Linked DNA regions of Mus musculus: region 2 is linked to region 1. A link is a contact called in public Hi-C data. All regions are on one chromosome and are shown on one strand. The core of a region is the stretch at or near the end of the contact, and the rest is flanking DNA. Distances in the headings are between cores, read along the strand shown.

Region 1 (3,237 bases), core at 425-2,924:
ATGATGGATAAATATAGGAAACTCTGTCTTCTAGGTGAAATTTTTATAGCTAAACTTTGTGTGCTGTTTCTCTCATTCTCAAACCCTCTCTTTTGCATTGCTAGTTTAACTGACTTGAGTGTGTTTCGACTTTCTCCCACAAGAGGGCAGAAAGGACTATTAAGCTGATAGCCTAAAAATGCCACTCAGTGTTTTCAAATTAGCTTCTCTTATATTAACAAAAAGGAGCATAATGGCCAAGTTATTGTTTGATTTACAGATAATTGGCATATTGCAGCGAGGAGACTTAATTTCACCCTTTTAAATTAAACAGGGAGATTTAAAAAGACATAAAATATTCATTAATGTTCGGTGATTATAAAGTAGTGGCATATATTTATTTTGCCTTTATTACTGTTTCGATGGGAAAATACTGCAAATATTTCCGAAATCGAGTTGGCCATACTGACAAGTTGAAATGTTTAAGCAATGTTAATGCAATCTGCTCACACCTGATATCCTATGCAGAATGATTCAAAATGACTACATCAATTATTAAAAGAAATATTTAAAATTCTGTAAATGTGCCATTGCGTGCCACAGTTGGCAGAAACTGTTCTCTGGTATATTATTTAGATTATCAAATATATTTTAAGTGTCAAGGACTTCAAAACATTGAAATCTGTTCCTTATCATTTCTAAATATCTTGTGGAAAGTGCTTGAGGAGCGTCTTTTAAATGACATATTCCTGTGTATTTCTTGGTAATAGCTTTTCTTTCCTGTTTAATTTTAAAAATTAATTTAAAATGTTTCTAAATTCTTGTTATTAAGAAAAAAATATTGTGTCTAGTGAAAATTGTTGTACTGTGAGTAGACAGTTCCACATGGACTGCTTTATTTATCTTGTGTAACTTTGATGACGGCTGTGGAGCGACTGGCTGAGCATAGTTCCCTGGCTTTTCCTTGGCCCAGTGGGATCCAGTGCAGAGGGTGGTTTCAGGAAGGAAAGGTGCTCCTGTGGACAGCCTGGCAACTCAGTGCCTTTTTCTTGCTAAGCTACTGTAAGTCAGTTTAATTGCACTAAGAGAAGTGTACAATTTTGAAACAATTTGTAGTTCTGTGTTAATACTAGTATTTTTGTTTTTAATGTGGAAGCTTATTGATGTTCTAGATTCTAAATTGTAAATTTATCCATCATCAGTTTTAGCAATCTTCTTTCAGTAGTAAGCCCCAAAATAAATTGTAGTCACTAACACACAGACACACAGACACACACACACACACACACACACACACACACACACACACACAGCTTAAAGGAGTAGATTAAAAACATCTCATCAATAAATAATGCATAAATTATTTTCATTTTCTAGGTAAAACATTCTTAATGCTTTGAAAGTCTTGAATTTTTAAAAGCTTTTACAGTATTTTTTACTCAGATAACTATGAAGTGAGTAAGACTGAAATTAGCACCGCTTGTAACTATTAATTGAACAAAATAAACCTTTGAAAGTACTGATTTCTAGACTACTGCTAAGATATAGTTAGAATTTCAAATATATTTTCAGTAGCATGTGGTCAGGAAATTAGTGGTGAGGCTGGTGTTCCTGCAAGTGTTGGCTCATCCGGCTCTGAGCCTGCTGCTTTACAACAAGGGACTGTTTCCCTTTGGGTACTAGGTTTTGGTTTTGATTTCATTCTTGTTTTAAGCTCGCTACAGATTTTTCAACTTACATATTCTATGTGAGGAGAGTCAGTAACCTCTAGAGATGGTTAAAATGGAGATAGTTGCAAGTAGTTATAAGAAGTAAAATCCTTATTCTTTCACGATAACACTATACATCAGAAAATTATCGAGTAATATTGTAATAACATTATGACAACCCCAACTTTCTACCAATTTGCACTCTAAATTAGTATTAATCACACTTTAAAATACTCAAATTCCTTCAAAATTTAAACAAGCCTATCTTATTTTAATCAGTTTTCTACTCTTGAGAGTTCACAGGTTTTAAACAATTAATTGTAAAGATTCTAATAATTTAAAAATCTGTGGTTTCAAATGCACTTGGGGTGGGCTAACACAAGGGAAGAAAGGCTGATTTGCCTCTGCAAATCCTTAGCCCAGGTGTGGAAAAGGATATAAAGTCCCTGAAATCAAGCCAACTTTTCTTGGAAACTGATTCTTTGTTGTCTGCCTTATTATTGCAAAAGCTTCTGTTAGGCAAATTTCTACGTTTTTGTAGATGTCATATAAACTTAAGAAGCATACACCTGATCTGAAAAACAAAGATAAGAAATCTTAAGTATTTTTAGTGCAGAATCATGGAGTATTACTTATCTATTACAGTGAGAAGTGCAATGAATAGCTATTGGAATTATTTAAATCCTCTTCTAAGTTTCACTTTACCCTAGAATTCTCACTATTCTTATTAATGTTGATTTAGTTCTTAATGGGAATGAATGGGGAAAATTGACAGCCCATGAAGCCATATCGTACAGGGAGCAAGTAGCACATTTCACTACTAGTGCCATGTTATATAGACAAACTGATGATTAAGTGGGAGACCAATTGTGCTAGAATTGGTGTCTAAGGAAATCATACCAATTCTTAAAAATAATTGCAAAATTAGGATGTTAATTTTGATTCTGAAATTTAAACCTTGTGCTATTTTTGTGTGTGTTTGGTCTGTTCTTGGTGCTTTCTCATCTTAACTAATGTGTGCTTTGGACTGTAAGCTAAGGCTTGTGGCCAGTAACTGTTTTGAAATTTGTAGTTCTTCACAAGTTATATTAGCGAGCACTTTCTATTAGCAAATAGATTATAACTTAACTGTTGTGTCCTTTCTTTAAATGTTTTGAAGTATTAGGTGCCTTTTCTGGGGGGGGGGATGGGTGAGGGGGTTGTTTGTTTTCCACTATGGGGTGGGGAGCTACTGGCAAAGAATTGAAGAAAGAGTGAGGTAGCTGAGAATGTTCATATGCAAGAGGGTAAATTAAGTTGTGTGCTTACTTAATTAAAAGTTTAAGTGGTTTGTTCTTGCTGCAAGATAAATGGCATATATTAACTCAATTAGAATGAGCAGTTTTAATTAGCATATATCATTTTTTTAAAACTTAAAATAAAAAAATGACATCTTAGTAAGAATGTAAGATGATTTTAACAACCAGGCATGAATTCAAGCCATTTTTTCACCTTTCCAAATATGGAGAATATGAGGTACATATATTACTGGTCTCAGGTTGCATTTTAA
Region 2 (3,237 bases), core at 479-2,978, 180 kb after region 1:
CCTTGTCAAAGATCAAGTGACCAAAGTGTGTGGGTTCATTTCTGGGTCTTCAATTCTATTCCATTGGTCTACTTGTCTGTCGCAATACCAGTACCATGCATTTTTTATCACAATTGCTCTGTAGTACAGCTTTAGGTCAGGCATGGTGATTCCACCAGAGATTCTTTTATCATTGAGAAGAGGTTTTGCTATCCTAGGTTTTTTGTTATTCCAGATGAATTTGCAAATTGCCCTTTCTGACTCAGTGAAGAATTGAGTTGGAATTTTGATACTACAGATTCAATGCAATACATAATTTTTTTAAGTTGAAATGTTTTTAATTAAAAGATATAAGCACTCGTGTGTCTTCATTATTCTTAAATTTTTTATTTTTTCTACTTTCTTCCCCACCCATTCTCCGTAAGTCCATCTATGCTACTTTTAATGCCCAATTTTATCTTCCTAGGCCATCAGACTCTCCTTAGAACAAGCCCTTCCTCCAGAGCCGAAGGAAGAAAATGCTGAGCCTGTTAGCAAGCTTCGGATTCGAACCCCCAGTGGCGAGTTCCTGGAACGGCGTTTCCTGGCCAGCAATAAGCTCCAGATTGTCTTTGATTTCGTGGCTTCCAAGGGATTTCCATGGGATGAATTCAAGTTACTGAGCACCTTTCCTAGGAGAGATGTAAGTTCCCTTCCTGTCTCAAAGAATGCTTTCAGCTCATGGGTGCCAGAAAAAGGAAGCTATGAAAAGCTGAGTGGTGTGGGCTACTGTAAAATTCCCACAAGTCCTTCTTGGTTTCCCTCCTTGGCTTATGGAGATTGGGTTTCCCAGGCCAGCAGATATTTCCAGAAACCTATGTTAAAAATTAGATCTTAGGTCTTTCTTCTGTCACTACTTTCTAGATGTATAACTAGCCTAACAGGCTTTCATCTTTGTATACCTCAGGGTATGATAAGAATTGTGCTTAACAGCTTAATTATTGGGATAGAGTCAACACAATTATAGTTCCACTAAGAGGGCATTATGTTAAGCTAAGATTTCTCTGTGATCTGATAGTTTTACTAACTTTGAGGATGAATGTTTATAGTCATAGCATGTATTATAGCAAGATAGTAAATAATTTTATACTATTCTGGGGTGAGTAGAAATATACAGATAGATCCACTGATGATTAAGTGCTTGTGCACAGGAAATCTTGCCTATCATCTCCGTGGAGGAAACTGACAGGCTGTGTATTTAAACTTTTGCTATATACCAAATTTATTAGCAACGTAAATACTGAAACTATGGACAAAGTAATATTTTATGGATTTTTATGAAAATATATAGAAGTTCATACCTCTATGTTGAATTAAGGTAAATATATACTAGCAATGTATTATGACTGTCAACAGAAAAGATAGCTGCATTTTTAGAGGTGTAAACCCAGCTAACTAAATGGTCCTTTTCAACTCTGCCTTCACTAAAATAGATTAACCCTGAGAGAATTCTTAAGCTTCATGCTCAAACAGGAGACTAAAATGGTAAGAGCCTATCTAGTGTCCAGGGCTAATGAGACTGGAGATCGTGTATTTTGAGGAAATGTTCTCTGGAAAAGGAAAGATCTTGGGAGACACCGAGACTGTCTTCAGCTTCTGAAGGCTTACCATGACAAAGATTCTGACTTTCTTGTAATAGTTGGTGCACAGACCCAGGCCAGTGAGTTGAAAGAGGAAGTGCACTTTCACCAGTTGAGGGTCTCTGTACTCACCATCTCCTGCAGAAATGAAGCTGCTCTGATAAAGGCAGAGTCTGTGGGCCACACAACCAAGAGTGTGTGGGTAGCACAGACTGGACTTGGTGACTTTAAGGGGGCAGGCGGTGGCAGACAGGAAGGGGAATGGGAGGAATGAAGATAATCAAAAATATATCATGTGTAATTCTTAGAGAATTGGTTAAAAAGCCTTTTAATAAAGGAAGTTAAAGGAGGCAGATTTGGCCTCATTTAAGGAAGCATTTTCTAGGAAAAATATATCTCATGACTGAAGTATTGATTTTCCTCTCTTTAGAAATAGCAAGGCCTGCTAAGTGGTTGTGGCAAATGCCTTTAATCCCAGCAACAAGGAGACAGAGACAGGGTGATCACCAAGTTTAAAGCCACTCTGGTCTGTAGAGTGAGTTCTAGAACAGCCAGGACTACATGGAGAAAACCCTGTCTTGAACAACCAAAAAAAAAAAGAAAGAGTAAAAACTACTCTATTGACCAGTGTCCTCGCTTTACATCAAATGTGGAATGAGACTTGTTCAGTTCTCAACTTCTATCAACTAAGATACATAGTAAATCTTAATTTTTTTATTCTGAAGTGACTTTATTTAACATATCAGAATCAAGAGTTTAGCTAGGGCTTATTGTACAAATCCTTCACATTACCAGTCAGTTTTGCAGAATAGAATCAAAACCAATGGTGTATTTTTAGCTAACTACCAGGCTATATATCCTCTCTGGATAAGGTGAAGAGCCTGCCTCTTACCTGTAATAAGCTCAGAAAGCTAGAGTGAATATTAAGTGGTAGTCATCAGTCCTCCCTTCTCTCATCGCTCCCAACTACTGCTTTGAGCTCTTCTCCTTCATTTATGATAGACATAAATATGCCTGCATATGTTATGCCACACATCCAGATGTTGGTGAAGAAGCTACTGTCAAAGGTTTCAAGATCATAGTGAGCTTTGAACTCACTATGTAGCTCTCTCTCTCCTGAAACTCATTCTATATTACCAGGCTGGCCTTGAACTCAAACAGAGATCCACCTGCTTCCACCTCTCAAGTGCTAGGATTAAAGGTGTGAGTCACTACACCCAGCTGGAATTTAATTTTCAAAGTTAATTTTGGCAGGATTTGAGATTTAATTTTTTTTTTTATGAGTATGGTTGTTTTACCTGCATGCTCATGTCTGCACCACATGCATGCAGTGCCACTGGGGCCTGAAAGGAAATTGGATCAGTGAACCACCAAATGAATGCTGGGAATTGAACCCTTGTCCTTAGGAAGAGCAGCCAGTGTCCTTAACTGCCAAACCATCTCTCCAGCCACTGAAAGGATGTTTTTTTTTTAAAAGAAACTAGATTTTCTCTATAGCAGTAACCACTTCTTCCCACAAGACTGAAATGTTACTGTTGAAAAGAAGCAGGGGATTCATTGGCCTGCTGCCTACATGCCTTGAACTTCCTGTCCAAGGCTTTGAGTACTGAAACTGTAGGCTGATGTTAATGTGCAACAG

The links. Hi-C and Micro-C count contacts between places; a contact is called where the count stands out from the background.
Region 2: a contact with region 1 is called in a Hi-C map of the HPC-7 cell line, with 2.7 times the contacts expected there. The contact joins two enhancer-like sites. A contact is called at or near these places in 10 of 39 promoter capture datasets (3T3-L1-derived adipocytes, the C10 cell line, the HPC-7 cell line and 6 more), 2 of 15 datasets of contacts at CTCF or cohesin (the NIH/3T3 cell line and pro-B cells), 25 of 484 Hi-C or Micro-C datasets (CD4 T cells, CD8 T cells, the G1E-ER4 cell line and 13 more), 1 of 115 datasets of contacts at active chromatin or transcription factors (embryonic basal ganglia) and 1 of 9 other capture datasets (embryonic trunk).

The regions. Positions count from the first base shown.
Region 1 is chr4:109,759,092-109,762,328 of GRCm38.p6, forward strand. All of the region lies in intron 7 of Faf1 (Fas-associated factor 1), which reads left to right. Among named protein-coding and RNA genes, the nearest start is that of Faf1, 84 kb to the left of the region's middle. Within about 2 kb of position 1,675, at least 53 of the 459 cell types and tissues checked have an H3K27ac peak or open chromatin away from gene starts, as enhancers often do. A contact at or near this core is called in the HPC-7 cell line, where this site is marked.
Region 2 is chr4:109,935,038-109,938,274 of GRCm38.p6, forward strand. Faf1 (Fas-associated factor 1) reads left to right here. Exons shown (of 19, transcript NM_007983.2): 18 at 446-661. Among named protein-coding and RNA genes, the nearest start is that of Dmrta2, 41 kb to the right of the region's middle. Within about 2 kb of position 1,729, at least 1 of the 459 cell types and tissues checked has an H3K27ac peak or open chromatin away from gene starts, as enhancers often do. A contact at or near this core is called in the HPC-7 cell line, where this site is marked.